Regions from separate parts of the Zea mays genome. Here all the other regions are linked to region 1. The links are chromatin contacts, called in public Hi-C maps. All regions are on one chromosome and are shown on one strand. Each heading gives the region's core, a stretch centred on a gene start, on an enhancer-like site or on the middle of the called end of the contact. The rest is flanking DNA. Distances are from core to core; before and after follow the strand shown. Region 1 holds the start of LOC103629160 (peroxidase 43). Region 2 holds the start of LOC100283852 (VTC2). Region 3 holds the start of LOC103629159 (pentatricopeptide repeat-containing protein At2g46050, mitochondrial).

Region 1 (4,181 bases), core at 552-3,051:
ACCGAATTGAACTAATAATCTTCTTTTTAAGGACAATCGCGACAATAAATTGTCACATGCATCTGCACGCAGTACTTGCATCGCATCGCTGCAACAAAAAGTTGCCAATCAATTGCACCGCACAATTCCTCCATGTGCCCCCTTTTTTTGGGGGCATTTTTTGATTTAATTTCGATTACAATTTTGGAATCTAACTAATCCACTCGAGAAACCAAATTCAGTTTACACAGAAATTCTCGTTTCTCTTTTTATGTGACGCCAACGCCGCGCACCGATGACGCGTACGACCGAGATCAATTGCTGTTGAACGCGGAGCAGACGTCCCTGACCTCGCCGGCGTCGTCCCCGGTGATGGCGCCGATGGTGCCCATCTTAACCATGGCGGCCGCGAAGTCCTGCTCGAAGCTGCCCGCCCAGGGGCCCAGGTACGCGTCGACGAGCGCGCGGGTGGCGTTGCTGTTGGCCAGCGCGGCGTCGGAGGCGATGACGGCGAGGCCAGAGCGGATGTTCCGGAGGATGGAGTCGTCGAAGTCGCTCTCGCTGCCGCGGTCCAGCGCCAGCCGCGTGTTGAAGTTGCCCGGTGGGCACCGGTCCTCGAGCTCCGCCAGGAACGACGCCGGGATCGACGGGTCCGGCCCCCTCCCGCCGCTCGGCAGCGGGTAGCTGTAGAGCCGGTCCTTCACGAAGAAGCACGCCGTCGTGCCCACCGTGTGCGCCGCTGCGGCCGGTCTCGTTGCACTGTCATGCGCGTCCATGTCCATATGCACGTAGTGAAGGTGAAGTACCTACCTGTGAGGAGGACGAGGTCGCGGTCGTCAAGTCCGCTCGCGGCGAAGCGTGACCGGAGCACGCTGATAGAGTCACCGGCGTCCGGCAGCACGTCGGCGTCGCGGATGTTAGAGGTCAGCCCGTCGCGCCGCCCCGTGGGCACGTCGAACGACGGCCCGCCCGTCTGATGGCATGGCATGCATTCCAGTTTCCAGCGCGTCAGCAGGTACTCTACCATCATGCATCTACCTAGCTAGGTAATACTATATGTTACCATGGCGACGGCGTCGCGCGCGGCGAGCGCGATGATGTCGGCGCAGGAGACGACGCCGGGGCACTGGTCCTCGAGCTGCGCCTTGGCGGCGTCCACCACGTTCTGGCCGCGCAGGCCCTGGTTCTTGCCGTTGTCCACCTCCGCGTCGTTGCTGGCGCTCCTGATGAGCACCGACGCGTCGCACCCCTGCATATATATTGCCGGCGCGCCGGCGAACACACACAGACACGTAAAAGCTAGTAAGTATTAATCGGCCGGATGGTGCTCACACACAGACACACGTACGTACCTTGACGAAGCAGTCGTGGAACTGGAGGCGGAGCAGCGCGGGGAGGATGGTGGGGTCGTTGCCGGCGGCGTCCTGGACGGCGGCGGTGACCGTGTCCTCGGCGTCCGGGCAGTAGTCGGAGTAGAAGCCCACCTGGAGCTGGGCACGGGAGACGCCAACTCCAACAAGCAACAGAGACAACACCATCGATGATGCGATGTGCGCCGCCGCCGCTCCAGCTCCGGACGCCATGCCGCCTCGTCTGGCCGCCATTGTTGGTAGCTCCAAATTAAACTAATGCAACTTGCTGGCCTAGGCCGACCCGGCTCTAATGGACGGCATATATGGCTAGCCGTGGAACTTGTCTTGAGAAATGTCTACACTCGCATCCCACATGTGGCTTCCAATCCATACGGATTGCTGGACTCACGCAGCATGAGTATAGTACCAAACAAGCTGCCAAAATCTTGAAGGGATGAGAGTTATTGTTCGTTTTGGATTAAAGCTACCTATTCAGAATGTTGCAGCTGCAATTCATAAAGACAAAACACTGTAGAAACTAGTATAAATTAAAGCCAAGCGAACAAGCTCGACAACTTGACGGAGGCGCGGTTTGGACTGATCTTGACGACAAGGTGAGCTCATTGGCAATTTTTGGTAGCCTTGTTATCATATCAAATAAAATCTTATAAAATTTAAATGAAATAAACGACGATCTCAACATATGGTTTTATTTTATAGTTTTACAAATACTTAATTTCTTGACTCAATACGAATTTCAACCTCCTCCGTAAGCAGCGCGGGATCTATGGGGTTTTACCGGTGTCGACCCCCATAAAATTTACAAATCTTTTAATAAAATATTGTTAAAGTTAGAAATATTATATTATATATAGAAGTTGATTCCAATGACCCCAATAATATTTTTGATTAGATTCGTCAATGTCCGTAAGCCTCATTGTTCTCTCAATATTGAAAATGGTGCCACATCATAAAAATGTCTATTGGCAGCTTGTTAAGGCCACTTCGTTAGAGCTCCCACTAGCTTAGCTCCAATGGCTCTGTGTGAGAAGGAGAGAGAAATGCTCCCGTGAATGTTACGTGAACAGTGTAGTTATATTAGACTATTTCTAACAGATTACACATTCTCATACCTATATTCAAACTCTATTATGCGAACGGTACAATATACAATACAGAACTTACAAAAACGATGTTTTGAGTAAACTATGGATCAAATGCTGGACACAGTCTTACAGTAGCTGAAATCGATGGCAGCTCTACCCAAAAATGTCCCAGATGCAAATGAAACCTGGATAAAACTCCACTAAGTTATTGTAATGGCCTTTTTGATCCACATCGGTAAAGTTTAGGTACACTTTTAATAAACTTTATCACTTAGAGAACAAACACGAATACTAAAAGGTGCTAAAAGGTATTAAAAATAAAGTTCTAAACTGTAGCACCCATTAGTAAGAGATGTCTATATGTAATATATAAAAAGAATTTTATCTATCTTGCTATTACAAAAAAGTTGGAATGCCTAAATAAATCCGCAGGTAGCCATCGACGCGCATGATTTGGCTGAGCTCATGAGTAATGGCATCATTGCTGCTTGCACCTCCATTATGTCATCTGGTGAAGTGGTGATTGGGACGGCATTCTCAGAATCTCAATGCTATATTTGGACCGGATGCTTTTAGGATGTTTTTAATAATCATCGAACAAGTGTTCTTTCCTATTTAGATCCTATTTTAGTAAAAAAAAATCGATCCTTTTTTATTATATCTTATTTTTACTTCTATATTGAGAATTACTCTATGTATTAACTGACATAAAACCAATAATGTCAAGCTCGATATTATAAGTAATTCCTACCTCGAATCGGTTAATAACAGATAGTACGATGCTACGAAGTGGGTTCTTATCCTAGTTGGCATATTTATACTCTCACTATCGCGAGAATGGCTCAATAGATCGGTAATGGTTGAGAATTTTCATGAAATGGGTGACAAAATGAGAATGGAGAACAAAACTAGAAATGGTTGAACTGAAAATCCCGATTGGTTGAATAAAACCGAGGTGGCTGACATCAATTCCATCGAATGGATGAACAAAACGTGAATGGCTGACATAAATTTTATAGAATGATTGAAATCGTGAAGATGGCTTGAGCGCAACTGAGCACACAACACAGATGGAAGGGGTGTGCGCAGGAGACCAAGGCGGGTGCGCTCGGTCGGTTGGTTGGACCAACATCTAGGTCGGTCGGTCTAGATGATGTATCGATGGGTCCATCACCTAGGTGACGACATATACGGAAGCGTTATTCATCATCTAGGCTGATCCTGAGCCGTCATATCCGAACTAGACAGACACCTGTGTGCACCCGTCCAAACCACACAACCACCTTAGCACGCATGTAAATTGCATCCAGTTCTCTCGTGGGTCCATAAATGCATTCATGATTCACTATTCACTTAAAATTTGATATCTATCAAACTGTGTGTCGAAATTGAAATCAATTTCGCGACGAAAACTTCAAAACTAGATTCCACTTGACATATTTATCTCACTTCCACTATCATCACAAGAATGGCTGAGAGAACTATCATGAAATGGTTGCTAAAATAAGAATGGCTGAACAAAATCGAGGTGGCTGACATCAATTCCATGAAACAGTGAACAAACACGAATGGCTGACATCAGCTTTATATAATGGCTGAAATTGACTCGAGGGAGCGTACATGCGTGGGTGGAAGGGTGTGTGCAGGGGACCGAGCGCGGGTGGTCGAACCCACAGCTAGGTCGATTGGTTTAGGAATATGCAAAGAATATGGTTCGAGTCCTACTCTCTTGTGCTTCCTATCT
Region 2 (4,181 bases), core at 571-3,070, 220 kb before region 1:
TGACTGGTCAGCCCGCCTTCCCTCCCCAGTCGCTAACCTCCCTGGCTCGCTTGTCAGCGCTCGCTCGCGCCTCCCACGCGCTCGCGCTCGCGCTCAGATCTAATCTCGATCGTTGATCTATGATCGAGAAGTTAGAAGAGTTAAGAGAAGGGTTGTCAGCTAGCGTACTGGTGGGGCACTAGTGGCTCACCGGACAGTTTGATGCACCAAGTCTGGATGGTCCGGTGCGCCACATTTAGAAGCTCCAATAACTACCTCTAAGGGCTAGTACACGTGGCTTGACCGGTGCACCACTGGACAGTCCGTGCATCTGTCCGGTGCGCCGCATAAAGATCTAGAATTGTTTTCTAACAGATAGTTTTTGTTGAGGCTCTAAAAATACCACATCACCCGACCATTTGGAGGTGTGGGAGCCCAAGCAACATATCAAGGAAGTCCATACACACTTGCAAGTGCTCCAACACCCAAGTGTTTAATAGAATCACTCGGTGATTAATGTAGGTGCTTTGCGAAGTGCTTAGGTTCGTTAAACTGTATTAGCGCTTGCTCTATATTTGTTCCTAGTTGTGTGAGTGAGATTAGACAACCCACAAACTCCTCGGCTCTTGCGCGAGCCGTTGTAATATTGTACTGAGTGGGGTGAGAGTCTTGCGAGACTGTATCAACCGTGTTTGTGATACGTCCGCCACCGTGTACCAGAGGGAATGAGGCCGCAACGTTTATCCCGAAAGCTCGATAGTGAAGACGACGTGGAGCGTCCGAGAGGAGTCGGAAGCGAAGCACCACTTGCGCGCGGAGAAGACACGTGGCTCTCTATGAACTTACTCGTCCGTGGTGCTTGGCCCTCACGTGGGTTACCCTTTGCGTAGGGACATTAACGAGGATTAGTTAAGACCTTGCGTGGTTCCGAATACCTCGGTAAAAATACCAGCGTTGTACACGAGAGTTTACATCCCTACATTTATTTTTTAACTTTCAAGTCCTAATTCACCACCTCTCTTGAGCGTCTCAATTCCTTTCAAACAAAAAGAAACCATTCACTCTGTACCTCTTATCACATCGAGGACATGGACTCCTGTAGAAGAGATCAACCAACACGATAGAGGACTGGGCCCTAAATTAGCATAGCACTTCCTCTACATCTCCCTCGGCTCATTCTGATTGTAAGAACACCCTCAATCGAGCATTTCTAGCACAAAAAACACAAAATTATTAGATATATGGCTCAAAGGACCGAAACAGGATAAATTGCTCGTGTGTTTGAGTGTTTTATGGTGCTCAAATCACTGGAGGTGCACATGCCGAGCCACGTCGAACAACCTTATGCTTCGTGGTTATGAACACACGTCAACAAAATTAGTATAATAAAATTAAATAATTGATCACTAGTTATAGAGAGAAAACTTTTAATATATTTATGATACCTGTTTTGTATGTTGATAGATAAAAAAACTGCAAAAAACAAATATACATATATATATATATTAATATTAAAATGGATATGAAGGGGAATATATTTTTAATAAAATTTTAGCGGATAAGAAAAACATGATAACTTAAATATCTATTTATATTTTCGCCTCTGTGCTCGTGGTCCCCAGCATGGGAAACGTGAACCACCCGACCGGAGACAAGAAAAAACTGAACACAGCGAGTATTGCGTATATAATAAATAAAAAGAAAAGAAAAAGAAATACCGTGGCGCAGAGAGGAGAGAGAGAATCGGGTATCGTCCGTGTCCGTCCAGATCCACCACACAGCAGCGCACCAGCCAGCCACAGCCACACCACAAATCCGCCACCGCAATCGCCTCCCCCTATTTAATGCCATCCCGCTTCCTCCGTTCTTCCCAAACCAAACCCAGCTCAGGCACAACCCCAACGCACCGCCGCCGCTCGCCTGGCCTCACCTCGCCGGAGAAGAGTTATAAGACAGGAGAACCCCGTCCCCGGGGCGCAGGCCTCGGCAGCTTCCGTGACCACCGCCCAATCCTGCCACAGCTGCCCTCCCTCCTCCCCTCTGGGCGTGGCCGAGTTGTAGGCATCACGGCTAGCGTTGCAGCCCCCCGGCGCGGCCCCGCAGCTGCGCAGGTGGAGCCCACGGGCACCATCGCCTCCGCTGTCGCGTCCAGCCCCGCTCCGCACGGCGGCCGCGGGGCGCTGCCCTCGGCCGGAGGAAGCCCGTCCGATCTCCTCTTCCTCGCCGGCGGCGGTCGCCTCTGAGCCGTTCCTGTCTCTCACCTTCTTCCTTTCCTAGCAATTAGTCCCTTCTGCTAACCCCCCCGGACCCCGACGAGTTCTCACCCCGAGAGTAACTGACCGACCTACCGGCATGGAGATGAAGCTGACCATCAGGAGGGTGCCCACCGTCGTCTCCAACTACCAGGAGGACGCCGACAAGCCGCGCGCGGGCTGCGGGAGGAACTGCCTCGGCGACTGCTGCCTGCCTGGTGAGCCACCTACCCCCCTAGGCAATTCCCTATTGACGGTCAATCTGACGTCGTTTCCGTCGACAATCCGGTTGAAAATCTTGGGAATATTAACAACTTATTAGTATTTGCATTGGATCCTGTCCCATTTTAAATTGTGCCCCGAAGCCTTGTGCACGATTCGTTTAGAAAATTCTCGGAATTTCTACAGCAAAAGGTGTCGTTTGTGCTCCACAAAGTTGGGGGCCTTTGCAAACTGAACAGCCGAAACAGAGTGTTCAGTTTTTTTTTATCTGCACTATTTTGGTTCATGCCTCCGGTTAAAAATTGTTACCATCAGCGGTTTTCGGGTAACAATTAGCTGTTATCCGCCTCGAATTGAGTTGGGTTAAATAAGGATATAATAAACAGATATCTTATGCAACTGTGGATATTTATAATAACTTTTCAGTCTGAACCCCAGGCCATTATAACTAACGCAAGCAAAAACATAGAGCCTTTTGTATTATTATTATGTGCATACTGTATGCCTCACTGGAAATATGGTTTCTTTTTTGACTTGGTGGAAACCTCACTAAGACATCAGCAAATTAGTATTGTACTTGCTTCACTGGACATGGAAGTAGCAAATTACTCTGCACTTTTATTGGATTAACATTTGCATCTTTGAGCAGCTTCCAAGCTTCCCCTCTACGCGTTCAAGTTGACTCCGGCAAAGGGCTCGCAGGAGGATGCTGCTTCAACCAAGTTACTTGTTGATATTCTCCTTAGTGAGGTAAATAAAAGTTTGTGATTTTTGTTGGGACTTCACCTGTGCTAGTTTTAAGTTAGGACTTTAGGAGGGGATTGAAGGTGGTTTGGGGGGATTAAATCCCTTGAGGGCATGTTCGGTTATTTTCAATCCATATGGATTGAAGGAGGTTGATATGGATTGAGAGGGATTTTGACTTGCTAGGGATTAAAACCCTCTCAATCCCCCTCAGTCCATATGGATTGGGGTAGAACCGAACAAGCCCTGATAGTCAAAATTGAATAGAAGAGGATTTAATCCCCTTCAGTCCCCTGCTTAGGGCTTGTTTGGGACCAAGGGATTTGGAGGGGATTGAAGAGGCTAAAATCCTCTACGCGTTCAAGTTGACTCCGGCAAAGGGCTCGCAGGAGGATGCTGCTTCAACCAAGTTACTTGTTGATATCCTCCTTAGTGAGGTAAATAAAAGTTTGTGATTTTTGTTGGGACTTCACCTGTGCTAGTTTTAAGTTAGGAGGGGATTGAAGGTGGTTTGGGGGGGATTAAATCCCTTGATAGTCAAAATTGAATAGAAGAGGATTTAATCGCCTTCAGTCCCCTGCTTAGGGCTTGTTTGGGACCAAGTGATTTGGAGGGGATTGAAGAGGCTAAAATCCTCTTGCTCCCAAGCAAGCCCTTAGTTTTTTCGTACTGTATCAAGGAGTCGGATGAATCTATACCAACGAGGCCCTTAGGATGAAATATATTAGGAATCAATATATCTACATCTAGTCTAGTAAGAAATATGCAAATCAGTTAAGAATATGGGGAAACATATTTGGACCATTCTTTGTAAGTACAGCGTTGAGCAGTGGAAAACCTGGCAGGCACAAATCGAAAGAGCCCTAAGTGCATTTGATCAGTAGCAAATCCATGCATGTATGGCTTGTAAGATGATAGTTGCTGCAAGAATAGTGTTTAATATCTTCAAATATGGACCATTCTTATTTTGATTAATATATACCT
Region 3 (4,181 bases), core at 860-3,359, 180 kb after region 1:
GCAAATGCGTTAGACATAAGCAGATAATTTACTGCCTCACTTGGTTCCAGGCATAAAAGCCTATCGGCAGCCCACTTTGCCAACTCAATTTTGCCCCGCAGCTTACAGGCACCAAGGAAAGCTCCAACGATATCAGCATTGTTCTCGCAAGAAAGCTTGATAACAATGTTGTAAGCATCTTGAATCCTACCAGCTCTCCCCAAGAGATCAACCAGACAAGCAAGGTGCTGTGAATTTGGATCGATGTTGTAGCCCCTCGCCATCATAAGGAAATAGTGCAGGCCTTCTTCAACGAGCCCGGCATGGCTGCAGGCAGAAAGAACCCCAAGGAAGGCGACGCTGTCAGGCTGTACGCCTTGTTGGAGCATTCTCTCAAACACATGAACTGCATCCTTGCATAGTCCAAGGTACGCCAAAGACGAAACCATACAGGACCACGTAACTACATCTGGGTCGCAGATCATAGCAAACATTTGCCCCGCCTCTCGAGCAAAACCGGTCTTGCCGTACGCTGTGATAACAGCATTGGCCACCTGCAGAAACCTGTGAAACCCCCTCTTTATGGCATAAGCATGAACCTGAGTAGCCTCGTTTGCTGCCGCCACGCTGGCGCACGAGCTTAGCACACTGGCAAGCGTGAGCTCATCCGGGCAGCAGCTCCCGTCTCTCAGCATCCACCGGAACAGCTCAACAGCGTCCTTGCCTCCACCAACCCGACCATAGCAGACTACGATCGCGTTCCATGAGACGACGTTCCTGACCGCCATAGCGTCGAACACCCAGCGCGCCTCGTCAACCCGGCCGCACTTGGCGTACATGTCGAGCAGCGCGGTGGCAACCACCACGTCTGCGAGGAGACCCAGCCTGAGCACGAGGCTGTGCGCCAGGGCTCCCATCCTGAGCAGCAGCCCGTCATCGACGGCGCCGGCGGTTGGGTGGCGGCCACGGCGCGGCGGCGGACGGAGCAGGGCGCTGAAGGTGAACCCGTCGGGGGCGATCCCGGAGCGCCGCGCGGCGGCAAAGAGCGCCCAGGCCTCGCGCGCGAGACCGTGGGAGGCATAGCAGGAGACCATGGCGTTGTAGAGGACCAGGTCCCTGCGCGGCGCTTCGTCGAACACGCGGCGTGCGTGCGCGACGAGGCCCCACCGCGCGTACGCCACGGCCAGCGCGGTCGCCACGCGAGCCTCCGAGGCGCGCCCGGACTTGAGCGCCAGCGGGTGGAGCGTCTGTGCTGCGCGAGCGCCGCCGGAGACGGAGATGGAGCTGGCGCGGAGTAACAGGGCAACGAGATCGTGCCGCATCTCATTCCAGAGCTGACAGGGAAGCGGGAGATGGCCTCATCGGTCATCTCCACTGCCCCCTGCTGCAGGACAAAGACGTGGAGCCGCCCGAGCTGGCGAGCGAGGCCAGAACGGCGTGCAGACGAGAGCAATGCGCTCCATTCTATCATCACACAGCGCCCAAGCCGCCGATCAACATGATAATCGACAGGTGACGAGGGGCCTTTTTATGCTGGGTGCAGAATCTCTAACTTCAGCGGCACCCTACAATCGTAGAGGTTATCCCTTAAATTTGAAGGTAGGTCCTTCTGTTTCTAAATAAAGTGTTCTCTTTTTTTTCGTCTAATTTTTTTATACACTAAGCTTCGAATTGAACACAGAATTAACATGTATGTACTATTTTAGACCATTACAAAATACATATGTAAAAATCTATTTTTTTATACACTAAGCTTCGAATTGAACACAGAATTAACATGTACTACTTTAGACCATGACAAAATACATATGTAAAAAATTTAATTCAAAATACATTAGAGATATGATGCAAAGTTTAGAACCTAGAAAAATGAAATGTGACAAACCATACACCACTAGAGTTTTTTTAGAAAAAAATGAAAATTTTTGCAGTTTTCAAACTAGAATCAAAACGAATTACAAAACGCTTAGAACCAAAAACGAAAATATTTGTGTTTTGTTTTGAAGTCGGGATCAGACGGTAAATCATTGGGGTGCCTGTTGTCGTAACAGGCGTAGTTGGGGCAGACACCCCTCTCGCATAGCAGTTGCGAGATCATACCGCTCATCATGTCCCTTTAACTGCCTGAAGGATCATGGTTTGTGCCTGTGGCATTCCGGACCTCTATAATGCAGCCGTTGGTGTGCACCCTACTGCGTTCCGTCGATGTGGTACTAAAATGCTCGCCTCCCACTGTGGTGATACTACTAGCAGGCAGCAGCCGCGCAGCCTGGTAGTGCGAATTGTACGCGAGCTCGCCGCTGGGCCATGGACCGACCAGGCCTATTTAAATGGGCCGAGAATTGTACTCAGTCACATTCCCGTCCGTCAGTTTCGCATGGCGCAAGCGAGAAAAGGAATCTTCATCTCCCTCACGAGTCACGAGTTACTACCGTATGGACCAAAGCTTGTTTGCAACCTCGCATCTCCCTGAATTTCTCTGCTTAATACGTGTGTTGGTCAGTAGGCACATCTTTCTGTGTCCAAATAACAATTTAACTGATGCAATCCATACCAAGGGCACTGTTTGCTTCAGAGTAGGAAGTTGTTAGGCTACATGGTAAGCCTGCTAATGACAAAAAAAAACACCGTTTTGCATCGTTTTATATTGTCTGTTTATATAGTGTAGTTTGAATATAGGTATAGGTAAGCTGTTGGAGATGGTTTAAGGGAGGTGTTTGGTTTGATGAATCACTTAATCCAAGATGAAGTTGTTCATCATAAGTCTATTCCTCAAATTTAGTGGTATGACATTATTTCTCGTGTTAGTACTAACTATTATGAATGAGATGATGATGGATCAATCAATTCTATTCCACGAACCAAACAAAAAATAAGTAGTGAAAAGATGATGAACTAACTTATTCCTCAAACTAAACATCTTATAAATATTTACAAGATACCTTTGCAATTACTTCTCTCCTACTTTCACTGCACAATATACAATTACTATCGTCACCCTTTCCAAATAGATGAAGCGTTCTAATTGTCGGTGTAGCTACCTCACTAGTTGGATTTTGAATGATACTAGAACATAAGACGTGCTTACGGGGGCCCTATCAGAACACGAAAAATTCAGACATGTTTTGTAATAATGCAAACAAATATCACTAAAAATGGTAACGATCTTTTGTACAACATATTTGCGATGAACAACAGCTAGGCTTAAAAGGCGAATCATCCTCAATTATCATTCAGCTCCGATGCCCATTTGCGGTCTACTTCACAGTACAACACATGTTCTGTTTGTAATGGGCTTTTTTTTATATACAGCTGTGACAACCTATTTTTGATGATAGGTAATTGCTTGTGAAAATGAACCACCAGCTCACGCATAATATTAGTTAATACTCCCTACGTCTACAATGTTAGTCATTCTAGGAGTCAAACATTTTAACTTTGAACATATTTTTATAAGAAAATTTTAATAATTATAATACATAATTAGTTTTATTAGCTAGATCTTTGAATTTATTTTTATTGTAAAATTATTCGAAGATATAAATGTTGCTAATATATTCTATAAATCTAGTCATAGTGTGACCGGCACGAATACTGTAATACCCTTGTGGATAACTGTGGGGGACAGATATCCCCGGATCCACTAGGAAGCGAAAGACCCTTGCATGGGGCCACAGACCAGTTAACCCGCAAGGTCGTCTCGTCGTGGACCGGACAAAGACGCAAGAGAAATGGACCGACCCAAGAAGGCAACGGGCCCGTGCCCGGATCGTCCGTGGATTACGTACAATCTCAAGGAACCGTCTGTTTTTCCCGCGCTCGGCGTCCTCGAACGTCGGGGATAGATCGGGACGGAGTCGGCGGGTTTTCATTAAGATAAGCTAAGTTAGTGTCACACTCGGGTTTCAGGACATCAAGACTCGGTCGCGAACATATTCACAAGGTGTGCTGGGACCAAGTCTCACACATACGATGAATCATGGTGCAGGAACGAATGTCACATCTTTACTATATAATAGGAGTTATGTACAAAATAAATAAATATTTAAATTATATGAAGACAACGATCCAGTAACCCAAAGTTGACTGGGAGACGATGGCCTATACCTCTCACGAACACATCGCAGCATCCTCCATGCGCCTCATCCTGTGGTACCTGTTCTTGACCTATGGGGGTGTGAGACGGCAAGGGTGGGCTCACA

What was found. A called contact is a pair of places that touch in the nucleus more often than the background predicts.
Region 2: a contact with region 1 is called in a Hi-C map of tassel, with 3 times the contacts expected there. The contact joins the promoter of LOC100283852 here to the promoter of LOC103629160 in region 1. A contact is called at or near these places in 4 of 25 Hi-C or Micro-C datasets (ear, endosperm, leaf and 1 more).
Region 3: a contact with region 1 is called in a Hi-C map of ear, with 2.3 times the contacts expected there. The contact joins the promoter of LOC103629159 here to the promoter of LOC103629160 in region 1. A contact is called at or near these places in 3 of 25 Hi-C or Micro-C datasets (ear, endosperm and tassel).

The regions. Positions count from the first base shown.
Region 1 is chr6:31,195,467-31,199,647 of Zm-B73-REFERENCE-NAM-5.0, reverse strand. LOC103629160 (peroxidase 43) reads right to left here and starts at 1,801. Exons shown (of 4, transcript XM_008650336.4): 1 at 1,332-1,801; 2 at 1,043-1,228; 3 at 790-952; 4 at 90-718. The coding sequence starts at 1,583. The coding sequence ends at 294.
Region 2 is chr6:31,420,265-31,424,445 of Zm-B73-REFERENCE-NAM-5.0, reverse strand. It overlaps LOC100283852 (VTC2), which reads left to right and starts at 1,820. Exons shown (of 6, transcript NM_001156750.2): 1 at 1,820-2,449; 2 at 3,103-3,203. The coding sequence starts at 2,332.
Region 3 is chr6:31,015,395-31,019,575 of Zm-B73-REFERENCE-NAM-5.0, reverse strand. It overlaps LOC103629159 (pentatricopeptide repeat-containing protein At2g46050, mitochondrial), which reads right to left and starts at 2,109. Exons shown (of 2, transcript XM_008650335.2): 1 at 1-2,109. The coding sequence starts at 1,301. It overlaps LOC111589609 (small nucleolar RNA Z279/snoR105/snoR108), which reads right to left and starts at 2,094; the gene lies at 1,988-2,094.